2 separate regions of the Hordeum vulgare genome follow, and region 2 is linked to region 1. The links are chromatin contacts, called in public Hi-C maps. All regions are on one chromosome and are shown on one strand. The core of a region is the stretch at or near the end of the contact, and the rest is flanking DNA. Distances in the headings are between cores, read along the strand shown. Region 1 holds the start of LOC123396095 (plant UBX domain-containing protein 2). Region 2 holds the start of LOC123396129 (putative 1-phosphatidylinositol-3-phosphate 5-kinase FAB1C).

Region 1 (6,249 bases), core at 1,586-4,085:
ATAAATAGTGTATATGACAAGTGTACAAGTCCTAGAGTGGAAGAAAATACCAAAGGATTCAACACCTCATTCTCGATTGAGAGATATGCAGATGATACTCAACGGGACAAAATCATACAGACAAACAAGCATAGAGGGCAGAAGTACCTCATATAGTGAACTAGTAGCCTCCGCTGGAAGGAATACGCCCTGGAGAATTACTCCATCAGGAAACTGAACTCGGATGACAGCTTGTTTGTACTTCTGTCGAGCAGCCAGTGCCTGCTTCTCCTTATATGACTTTGGAATTAGCAACCGAGATTGTTCCAGCCTTTCCCTCCTCATCTTTGCCTCGTTCCTTACCTCCTCACCGCTAAGTTTGTAGAAGGAATCTGGTGTATCAATTTCTGCAACAGAACTTCCAGGGACATTGAAGAATACCCGAATCTGTGAAGTTATCATGGAAGTTCAATAAATTACATTTCTAAGGAGATATAAATGGGAGCAACAGCAAACTGCAAAATGGACAATCAATTGCAGAACATAACAGAAAAAGGACGCATCAGAGCACATATAGTCGTATATATGCTAAATTTCAGGTCTCAAGAGAAATACCCTTACAGTAATTACTAAATTCAACATGTTGAGGAAAAAAAATGTTAGTGGTGAAACACATGTATGCTATCAGATGCTGATATACCCCCGCCAACTTACGCACATATATATCAGAAACTGATATATCCCAATACCATGATATGTATCTTATTTGAGCTTCTTTAGTCAGAAGTACAAGCTGGGAGCTGTGACATGTCAATTTAGCTTCTTTAGTCAGAAGTTGCAACAGTTTTACCTGAACCCATACGTGATACGTCCATCCCCGCAAGATCAGATTCAAAAACAAAATCCGAATATCTGCATCTGATATATAATCAGGGACCAAGTTCCAATATTTAATTAGAACTAATTGCTCTACAATTTTTGAAATATACATTTTATAATTGCAGAAGTGTATAAAATGCATTTTCTGTAGCATGTGTCTTACACGATAGAGACAACATGTAGTGTATCCCAAACAGGAACATTATAAAGATACCATTCCACATACTTTGTAGCAAAAAGTAACAACATTGACAGAATGCTACAATGTTCCGAACATAGAAATAACTTAATTTAGGTATGAACTAAATATCATAGGTATAAAAAAGACAGGCCAAATCTTAAACATGAATATCAAAGTGTACTGTGTACAACAATACAAAAGACAGGCCAAAACTCAAACATGAATGTAGAAGTGTACGGCAATATAAAAGATGGGCCAAAACTCAAACATGAACATAGAAGTGTACGGCAATATAAAAGATGGGCCAAAACTCAAACATGAATATAGAAGTGTACAGCAAAAGGAAGTATCACATTTTACATACTACGTAGTTTCCTACATTCTGACCTCCAACATACTCCCTCCGTCTCAAAATAACTGTCTCAACCTTAGTATAACTTTGTACTAGAGCTAGTACAAAGTTGAGACACTTATTTTGGGACGGAGGGAGTATGATGGAGTAATATAGACTGCAAGTTTCCGGGATTCCACAATATGTCATGGAAATGGTACCACATTGTTAAGACAGACTTCCTATATATGAACATGACTGCATAATTTAGCACTGATCTCACAGAAATGGCATCACATTTTTATGATCTATTGGTGTAAGCACATCAATATTTAGTCGTTTTTACTCATTACTAAGTTCAAACAAAATCTATTTCTCACGAGTAAAGATGTGACATGTGTACACCAAGAAAATCATAGTGTGGACAAACCAACCTATCCATGCAGTTCAATTCATTGAGCAAAATATGATCATCCACATAACCAATTGATGGAGTAAACATTGAATTAGACGCCTGCTCACCTGACGATCAACAATCTTGTTAACCTCCTTTTGCTCGTCAACTCCGCTGCGGCAGCTCTCTTTGGACTCAGACCCGGCCAGAGTAGGTAGCGATGCCGAAGGATGGGACCTCTCAAGCAGTAGCACGGCCTGCCTGATCCCGCTAAGCCTCGCTTCCGTAGGAGTCTCGTCCATCGCGGCAAAGAGCTCCCCGCTCTCATCCCCGATCGTGAACCCTACCGCCTCGAGGAGCTCAAGCCCGCCCTCCCTGTCCGCCACGGCCTCCTTGATCCTAGGGTTACCGAGCCTGACCCTCCTGTACTTGTCGTTGCCGGGCTCCTTGAGCAGGTTGCCGAGAAGCTTCTTCACGACCTCGGCGGCCGCCGCGGGCGGGTTCGCGGCGAGGTACGCGGCAGCGCGGGCGCGGGCGCCGCCGGCCGACGCGAGGCAGCCATCGAGGTGCTCCGAGACGGCGTGCTCGGAGGAGAAGGCGTCGCCGCAGTTGGGGCACACGACCGTGTCGCCGCCGTTGGCATCTGGGCGGCGGGAGGAGGAGGAGGAGATGACGGCGGTGAAGGGGGTGAATTCGGAGGGGCCGGGCGGGCGCGGGGGCTGCTGCTTGGGGGCGGGCCTGGGGCTAGGGTTAGGGTTTGATTGACGGGAGGAGGAGGTGGAGGCGGAGGGGGGAGGGCCGGAGCCGAGGACGTGGGAGGGGCCCTTGAAGGACGGGGCGGAGGAGGAGGTGACCTTCTTCATGAGATCCTTCATCTTGTCCTTCATCATGGTCGCCGGCGGCCACTAGGTGTAGGCGGCAGAGGAGGAGGAGGATTGGCGTGGACGGGGAGTAGACTCGGTGGTGGTTGCCTCCGCGGGGTTCGAGGGGAAGAAGCAACGCGAGGGGAACAGATTGATAAAAGAAGGAAGAGCTACGGTGGTGGAGATCCAGCTGGGAAATGAAGCCGGCGTCCGGCAATCAGGCAATGGCATGGTACTTCGCTGCGAAGGCATCTTCGCCGAGTGGGCCGGGATGAACTCGGGACTGAAACTGGGCTTTGTTGGAGAATAGCACTTGCGCTCTACCCGTGGGCTTAGGCCCTGTTTCTTTAAAAAGTCCTAAAACTTTTTTTTTAGAGGGTGTTTGGATACGTTTTAGTCCCATGACTAAAAATAATGAGACTAAAACTTGCTAGCCTCACTCATGCTTGATTCAAATACTAAAGAGACTAAAATCAAGTTAATGAGCATTTATTATCCTCCAAACCCTCCAATCCAAAACTTGCATGAGGAGTTAAATGAGGAGAGAGAGGACTAATGCACATTTTAGTAGGGGTATCCCTGACTAAAAGATTTTAGTCTCAAGACTAGTTTTAGCCTCTCTTTAGTCAGGGTTGCTTGGAACTTTAGCCTCTTAAAGAGACTAGTTTTAGTCAAACTAGTTTTAGTCTCTTGGATCCAAGCACCCTCTTAGTCCCAACTAAAAAGTCTTTAGTCCTTACCGGTTTCTTTTCAGGGACTAAACATGGACTGGATGTCATTAAATTACATGCAAAAAGACCATGTTACCCCTAGTAATGTAGTAGAAGTTATTAAATGACATATGCTAAAAGTAGGGGCATGATAACCCACAAGTATATAGGAGATCGCAATAGTTTTTTAAGGGTAGAGTATTCAACCCAAATTTATTGATTCGACTCAAAGGAAAGCGAAAGTATATTCTGAAGTATTAGCAGTTGAGTTGTCAATTCAACCACACCTGAAAGATTTAGTGTCTCCAGCAAAGTATCAATAGCAAAGAAGTATGATAGCAGCAGTAGCAACAGAGTAACAGTAGCAGCAGTGACAGCAGTAGCGGCAAAGTAACAGTAGCAGGGACCAGTAGGAAAAACTCGTAGGCATTGGATCGGTGATGGATGATTATGCCGGATGCTATTCATCATGTAACAGCTATAACACAGAGAGATATGTAACTAGCTCCCGTTCGTCAATCTAATGTAGGCAACTATTCCATATGTAGTCATACGTGCTTAGGAAAAAGAACTTGCATGACATCTATTGTCCATCCCTCCCGTGGCAGCGGGGTCCTAATGGAAACTACGGGATATTAATATTCTTCTTTTAATAAAGAACCGGACCAACGCATTAACACTTGGTGAATACATGAACTCCTCATACTATGGTCATCTCCGGGAGTGGTTTCGGCTATTGTCACTCCGGGGTTGCCGGGTCATAACACATAGTAGGTGACTACAACTTGCAAGATAGGATCTAAAACACACATATATTGGCGATAACATAATAGGTTCAGATCTGAAATCATGGCACTCGGGCCCTAGTGACAAGCATTAAGCATGGCAAAGTAGTAGCAACATCAATCTCAGAACATAGTGGATACTAGGGATCAATCCCCGTCAAAACTAACTCGATTACATGATAGATCTCATCCAACTCATCATCGTCCAGCAAGCCTACGATGAGATTACTCACGAACGGTGAAGAGCATCATGGAATTGGCGATGAAGGAAGGTTGATGATGACGATGGCGACGATCTCCCCTCTCCGGAGCCCAGAACGGACTCCAGATCTGCCCTCCAGATGAAGAACAGGAGGTGGTGGCGCCTTCGTATCGTAAAATGCGATGAATCCTTCTCCCTGATTTTTTTCCGGATGAAACGGACTATATAGAGCTGGATTGAGAGGCGGTGGAGCGTCGTGGGCTCCACAAGCCTGCCCGGCGCGGCAGGGGGGCGCCTGGTGGGCTTGTGGGCTCACGGCTCCACTCCCTCCGCTGATTCTTGCGCCAGTATTTTTCATTAATTCCAGAAAAAATCTTCGTAAATTTTCAGGTCATTCCGAGAACTTTTATTTTTGCGCAAAAACAACACCATGGCAATTCTGCTGAAAACAGCGTTAATCCGGGTTAGTTCCATTCAAATCGTGCAAATTAGAGTCCAAAACAAGGGCAAAAGAGTTCGGGAAAGTAAATACGACGGAGACGTATCAACTCCCCCAAGCTTAAAGCCTTGCTTGTCCTCAAGCAATTCAGTTGACAAACTGAAAGAGACAAAAGAAAAACTTTGACGAACTCTGTTTGATCTTGTTGTTGCAACTATGTCTAACTCATAACCAGAATTTCAGCAAGATCACAAGCAAACCACATAAGCAAATGACATCTAGGTCTCACGGTAAACTCATATCAATGGCATAATCAACTAGCGAGCAAATAATAATAAGTCTCAAACGTCAACACTTCAATCAAAACAATCATGAAGCAGTACGAACAGATGGTATCTCGCTAACTGTTTCTGAGACCGCAAAACATAAATGCTGAGCACCTTCAAAGACCAAGGGCTCACTAAACATTGTAATTCATGGCAAAGAAGATCCAGTCACAGTCATACTCAACACAATTAAAAGCAAAGCATAAAAACGACAGAGGTGCTCTCTAATTGGTGCTTTCATAAGAGGAGGGTGACTCAACAGGAACATAAATAGACAGGCCCTTCGCAGAAGGAAGCATTGATTTGCAGAGGTGCCAGAGCTCAAGCTTTTGAAAACAGAGATAATAATTTTGGGTGGCATGCTTTCATTGTCAACGCAATGACTAAGAGTTCTCACCATCTTCCACGCTACACATGCTATAGGCGGTTCCCAAACAGAAAAGTAAAGTTTTGACTCCCCCACCACCAATCAATCACAATCCACGACTAGCCGAATCCTCGGGTGCCGTCCATACCAACATCAATCCAGGGGGAGTTTTGTTTGCAATTATCTTTTCGATTTGAGCATGGAACTAGGAATTCCAATTATCGGCCCCTTTCTCATGAATGATAGTATCAAGGATAACACGCCTAGCATGGAAGATACTAATAGCCCCCTGTCACCACATGAGCGGTTCGGCATGCAAAAGAGATTATTTCTTGAAGGTTTAGAGAGTGGCACATGCAAATTTACTTAGAACGGCGGGTAGATACCCAAATAGGTAGGTATGGTGGACTCATATGGAACAACTTTGGGTTTATGGAAGTGAATGCACAAGCAGTATTCCCGCTTAGTACGAGTGAAGGCTAGCAAAAGACTAGGAAGCGACCAACTAGAGAGCGACAACAGTCATCAAAATGCATTGAGATTAACTAACATTGAGTGCAAGCATGAGTAGGACATAAATCACCATGAACATGTATATCATAGAGGCTATGTTGATTTTGTTTCAACTACATGCGTGAACATGCGCCAAGTCAAGCCACTTGAATCATTCAACGGAGGATACCATCCTATCATACTACAACACAGTCATCTCAAAATTCATGTGGGCATCCAAGACAAACCATTATAAGCTCCTAGCTAAGTAAGCATGGCATAAGAAACTATGATCTCTAAG
Region 2 (6,041 bases), core at 2,204-4,703, 530 kb after region 1:
AACAGAATACAATTCATAGGCACATATTAGATGTACCTGGTCAAATAAGTTTTCGCGAAGGTATCTCCCAAGTGGCTTATCAAAGCTACCATAAAACTTGATGCGGAAGAGGTGGGAACGCTCACATGCTAAGTTTTTGGGGATACAGGTGCTTGAGAGGGAAACTAAGATGCTCTGATGATTGTCAGTACCAGGTAAGTAGCTACATGAAAGCCTGTTCTGGTTATCTAGGTCTCCTGCTTGGAAGTCATCTGGTGGTAGGCCATTCCCACTGTTTTCCAATTGACATAAATTCACGGGTATCTGAGCCAAGACAGCTTTTTGGCAGGCATTCACGGCATTCAGGAAATTGTCATGATTAACAGGAGATTCAGATTCAGTACACTCAGGTGCACTTCGAAGGCTTTCCCCATCCAATCGTAATGAAGGCGGTGATGCAGAAATACCATCAAACATTTGCACAATGGCAGCAGTATGTAGGCATTTCTCTTCCGCGGCTCTGAGAGTATCAGTAGTATCACGATCAGCAGACTTAGCAGAAACGTGACCTGTATTGGTCCATGCTTGTTGTGCACCCATCGCAGTTAACGAAAGAACACGTGGAATTGTTGCGCCCTCATCAGCAAGGAATGATGTCTCGAGGGATAGATGATAAGCAGCAAACACTGCAAGTTGCATTGCATGCTTGATCTTCTTCAATTCTTCTCGACAATTACCTCTTAGTAGGACCTAAATAGAAGCATTGCACGTTTAGCTTGCAGAATGGTTCTGGAATAACGTATGAGTAAACAATTCAAGAACAGTTCCAAAGTATATAAGATCAACAGGTGAGTGCATCATATGATAGGAGAAGTGAAAATAAATGCCCAACAAACCATTTTATTATTCCAATCAAGTATCTTCACAAAGGGGTAATTACCGTGCAACCCAGGCGCTTCAGACAGCCTTCAAAAAACATCAGTGTTTTTGTTGTTGGTCTCTTCTCTGCATGTCCTGATGCAAATGATTCCAGAACCTTCTCCACCTTGAACATGTCACATTGCCCTAGCCTTGCTGAAGCAATGTTATCAATTGATGAGGCAATCTGACCGCCTGTGCATTTTGATATTCTCTCCAAAAGTGTCCTCTTTACATTCAGAACTAATGAGATATCTTTCGCTAAGAGCTCCTGGGCATAAGATGAGACGCTCTTCTCAACTATCAGCACATTAGGTTTCCTAGACTCAATCTTTCCAACAACAGTTCGTAGATATTCCTTTTCCTACAGATAGAACATCTGTCAGCATGTAAACATCATACTTAAATTTCAAAAACATGCACAGATACAAACCTGTTCGAGTATAGTCCCAATTGATGCTAACTTATTAGAAGCTTTCTGGTACTCAAGTGCACCTCCTAAAATGAGCAATTTGGCATTACTGTACTCGGAAACCATCCGTTTGTGTTTTACATTTTTGGAGCAAACAATCCCTCTTACAAAATTGCTGCAATCAACAGGCTATCAATCAGTATCAAATTATGAACAGTACAAGCATGCAAGGCGTAGAAACATCAGAAGCGAGCACATACCTATCAGTTGGGTTCCCAGATGCTATGCACTTGATCTTCACATAATCACTAGGATCCATGCTGCCGCCTTTCTTGGTGTCAGGTTTCACAAAGTAAGCGGCTTGCCAGGCTAACGAGGACACAATATCTAGCCAGATTTTGGAATCCTTCTCACTGGCCAACACAACACCTTCGGCCTTCAGTAACTGTGCAACTAGAGCTTGAAAATGCCTAAATAGATCCTTCTGAACACTCTCTTGGTGGGACTCACAATTGATATCACTGGCAGCAGTTACTCTATTAGTCTTAGCACTGAAACAGTTTGGGGCAAAAGTGTCGTTGGAGTCCCCAATTTCATCATCATCGTCATCGAATCCAAATAACCTCGATTCAGCATCATCAATCTCATCTTCAGGCGGTGGTGGGCACCAAATATTATCACCAAAGTCGAAGATAGAGGATGGCCCATGGCTTGGTCTGCTGTTCTCAGCGATGCTAACATCAGCCAGGTCATGAGGATCATCTGAGTCGATCGCTGCAATTGCACCATTATCAGAAGCATCATTCTGCCTCGCGGCACAAGTAGGACTCTCTGTGGGGCTTGGGGTCATCGATCTGTATGTTGAGTTACTAACACTAACACTAGAATCTGTATCTGAAAAGTCATTTAAGAAGTAAGTCCCAGGGGCTAAAAATTGGACCCTGGGTTCATGAGCCTCCTCGTCGTCCGCTTGCCTGCATCAACAATCATTCAGAACTCGTCAACAGTGGCCAGAGCTAGACAACCAACCTCTACTCCTCAAGCCATCAGCATCCATCAACATCAACCACTACTTCCAAAGAAAGAGGGGCGATAATTAAAGCCATTCTAAGTAATTGACCAGACATTTTACACTTATTAGCAGGCAACGGAAGTAAATAATAAATGATTTACTAGTTCACTTCCATATCATTTGGAGTACTACTATAGTTTAGTGTTAGGAACCAATTAGTTTTGCACTATAGATAGAGACAGAGATTTTCGTTACCTAATATCGCGGTCTGGAGGAGGGGAGCCCGGCGCCACGTCGCTTTTGCTCCTGGATCTCGCCTCGGGCGCCCGCAGCGGCGTCGTGGGCGGCTCGGCAGGCGACGCCGGGCTGTTTGGCCGCCCGGGCGGGCCGCCGCCATGCCCCACCGATCGGCGGCGTCGCGTCTCTATGCGCGCGAGGGCGTCACCATCGGCGCCGCCCTTGTGCATGTGGCGCTGCGGGTAGTCGGCGACGAGGGATCTGGCCTTCTCCGGTGCGCCCATCGCCGCGAAATCCAGCACGCCCATCCCTACCAGACCACCACGCTACGCTCAAACCAACCGACTAAAAAAAACTGCCAGAAAAATGGAGCAAGAAACAACGGGGCGCGCCGAACCTACGCGACGCGGACGCGCGGAAGATTCCTTCCTCCCAAAGCCACCGTCCACCCCCACCAACGCGCGCGGAACTAACTGGCGTGCCCAGGCCCTGGGGGGCGGGGGCGCTGGGAGATGGAGCCGTGCTCCGGCGAGGACGCGATGGAGCGGGGCTCCGGCGAGGAGGCGGTGGAGCGGGGATTCAGCCAATGCGGGAGCGGCGGGCAGCGGCGAGAGGATCGGGGCCGGAGAAGCGCGGCTTGGCTGCAGATTTGGGAGCTTTGGAGGGGTGGGAACGCGTGCGTTGGCGAGAGCTTGGAGGGGAGGGAGAGGGCAGGGGAAGGCGGGCGGCGGCGGCGAAGCGGCGGTGCTTATTATACGGATATGGAGATTGGGAGGGAGATTTGAGAGTGAATACTAGTAGTAGGAATGTGACACCGTAAAATGGGGACGCTAACGGCGAGGGGAAGCGGCGTGCGCTGTCGAAATCCCGTTTCCTCCTTCCGGTTTCGCCTTGTGGAATTGTGGAGTACGGTGGATATATGGCGGGGGTACCTATTATAGGACGGATGATTATCAATGCAAGGAAATATGCAATAATGCAAGGAAATATGCAATGGATGTCGATGTAATCTTATCTGTGGCACTTAATGATGTCCATCTTTTCTTGATTATTTTTTGCTGATTATTAATAACCTAAAATAATTCACTGTCCACTTTAAAAACAGACCGCGAACGTGCGGAAACTAGGTCTTACCATTGTTTTCGCAGCGCACGAGTGTGAAGTGTATATGCAACACATGTGATGGCATGGTGACGCGTGTGTTCTACACGCGAACACGTGTAAGTGGACGATATTTAAAATAGAATGAAATGAAAAATTATATGTATCATTGTTGATAATGGGCCATTATCAATGGCATATAATGGTAGGATTTAAATATACTTGTATCACTAAGTTTAGTTTTGAAGGAGAAAGCTTGGGAAAGATAATGAAAATATCTCATAAAACAAAATATGCCTTGTAATTCCTGACAAATATGAAGAGAATATTTTTTATAGAAAGGGATGGGGAGACTAGATGTTGATTATTAACCGCAACGAAAATATATCCCTCGGTAAACATACCCTTATCTATTACACTTGTCATTGCATGTTACTAACTACTCCCTCCGTTTATTTATATAAGGTGTATTTTTTAAGTCAAACAAGATCATGTTTGACCAAGTTTGTAGGAGCATATACCAACACCCATAATATAAAGTTCATATCATTTGAACCATCATGACAAGTAATTTCATATTTTATCTATTCGGTATTGCATATATCGTTAGTTTATTTTATAATCTTGGCCAAACATTTAAATGGTTGACTTGCACGAAAAATAGTACACCTTATATTCTGAAACGAACAGAGTACATAATTGTAAAAGCATGCCTGGTCTAAGGAAAGTGAAATGCATTGATTCTTTTTATCTATGTCTTAATAATGGGACATAATTAATGGCGGACTATGTAGATCTTTGATGTAGGGTACTTTATTTGCTTATATATTTGTTATCAATGCACTGGACGCACATACCCTCAAAAAATGCACTCGATGCACATAGTCGAGGAAGTATACATAATATAATATAATGATATTTTAATATTATGTGATAACATTAAATACTCATTCAGTGCGAAGTTGCATACTTTTTCTCTAAAGGAGCGCAATATTTGAGATGCTACATTGGTCGTTGTTTAAAAAATATATACTAGTTAAAAGATGTTTAAATTCAAAAAAAATATGAAGATTCTAATGGTACGGTGTTTTCCTAGCATGTTAATTAGTTGTCAAATATAAAGAAGATTTGGTCATAGTTTAATGTAAAAATCGTACATTTTGGAGTGTAGATAGTAACACTATGCAACCAAAAAATATTTTCGTAGGCAATTAAACATATATAAATAGAAAAATAAAACTATATATATATAGGCTAGAGATGCATAAAATTTAAAGGACCATGATGTCGTCTAGAGGGGAGGGGTGAACACGCGTTTAAAAACTTATATGGATTTGGCTTTATTCTAACACCTAAATAAACTAAGCAAATATTTTTCAAATAGAAATTCTAAATATACTAGGCTCAATAAGTGCACCACAACATACTCCAAATAAAATGAGCACACAAATGATATAAACAAGCCCAAGTAAGTTACACAAACTTACATGAGCAATATCACAAGATGAAAAATGTGTGACACAATATAGCAATCCACACTAATTGCAAAGATATGTCAATAGCGACAAGTATGAATTGTGGAATATAAATTATAGGCCTAAATATAATCTCTACAAAGGGATAACTAACACAATACAACGAGAACGACAAGATGTAGTAAATGCAAGGTCAAGTGACCAAAGTAAATCAAAAGTAAGGAGCTAGAGTTAGAGGTAATTGAGTACACGATGACAAGGATGTATCTCGGTGTTCACCATCATTGGAGGGATGGATATTACCATGAAGTCACACCAACACCACGAAGCTATTGGAAATATGCCCTAGAGGCAATAATAAAATGGTTATTATCATATTTCCTTGTTCATGATAATCGTCTATTGTTCATGCTATAATTGTATTAACAGGAAACAGTAATACATGTGTGAATAAATAGATCATAATGTGTCCCTAGCAAGCCTCTAGTTGGCTAGCTCGTTGATCAATAGATGATCATGGTTTCCTGATCATGGACATTGGATGTCATTGATAACGTGATCACAACATTAGGAGAATGATGTGATGGACAAGACCCAATCCTAAGCATAGCACTAGATCGTGTTGTTCGTATGATAAAGCTTTTGTAATGTCAAGTATCTTTTTCCTTCAACTCCCGGATACCGCAGGAGTGCTTTGGGTGTATCAAATGTCACAACATAACTGGGTGACTATAAAGGTGCACTACGGGTATCTCCGAAAGTATGTGTTGGGTTGGTACGAATCGAGATCGGGATTTGACACTCCGTGTGACGGAGAGGTATCTCTGGGCCCACTCGGTAGAACATCATCATAATGAGCTCAATGTGACTAAGGAGTTAGTCACGGGGTGATGTACTATGGAACAAG

The links. Hi-C and Micro-C count contacts between places; a contact is called where the count stands out from the background.
Region 2: a Hi-C map of seedling shows a contact between it and region 1, with 4 times the contacts expected there. The contact joins the promoter of LOC123396129 here to the promoter of LOC123396095 in region 1. A contact is called at or near these places in 1 of 6 Hi-C or Micro-C datasets (seedling) and 1 of 1 datasets of contacts at active chromatin or transcription factors (embryo).

Annotation. Positions count from the first base shown.
Region 1 is chr5H:424,699,192-424,705,440 of MorexV3_pseudomolecules_assembly, forward strand. LOC123396095 (plant UBX domain-containing protein 2) reads right to left here and starts at 2,836. Exons shown (of 3, transcript XM_045091132.1): 1 at 1,893-2,836; 2 at 148-426. The coding sequence starts at 2,654.
Region 2 is chr5H:425,232,927-425,238,967 of MorexV3_pseudomolecules_assembly, forward strand. It overlaps LOC123396129 (putative 1-phosphatidylinositol-3-phosphate 5-kinase FAB1C), which reads right to left and starts at 3,454. Exons shown (of 12, transcript XM_045091179.1): 1 at 2,960-3,454; 2 at 2,577-2,868; 3 at 1,570-2,283; 4 at 1,331-1,484; 5 at 920-1,261; 6 at 37-729. The coding sequence starts at 2,866.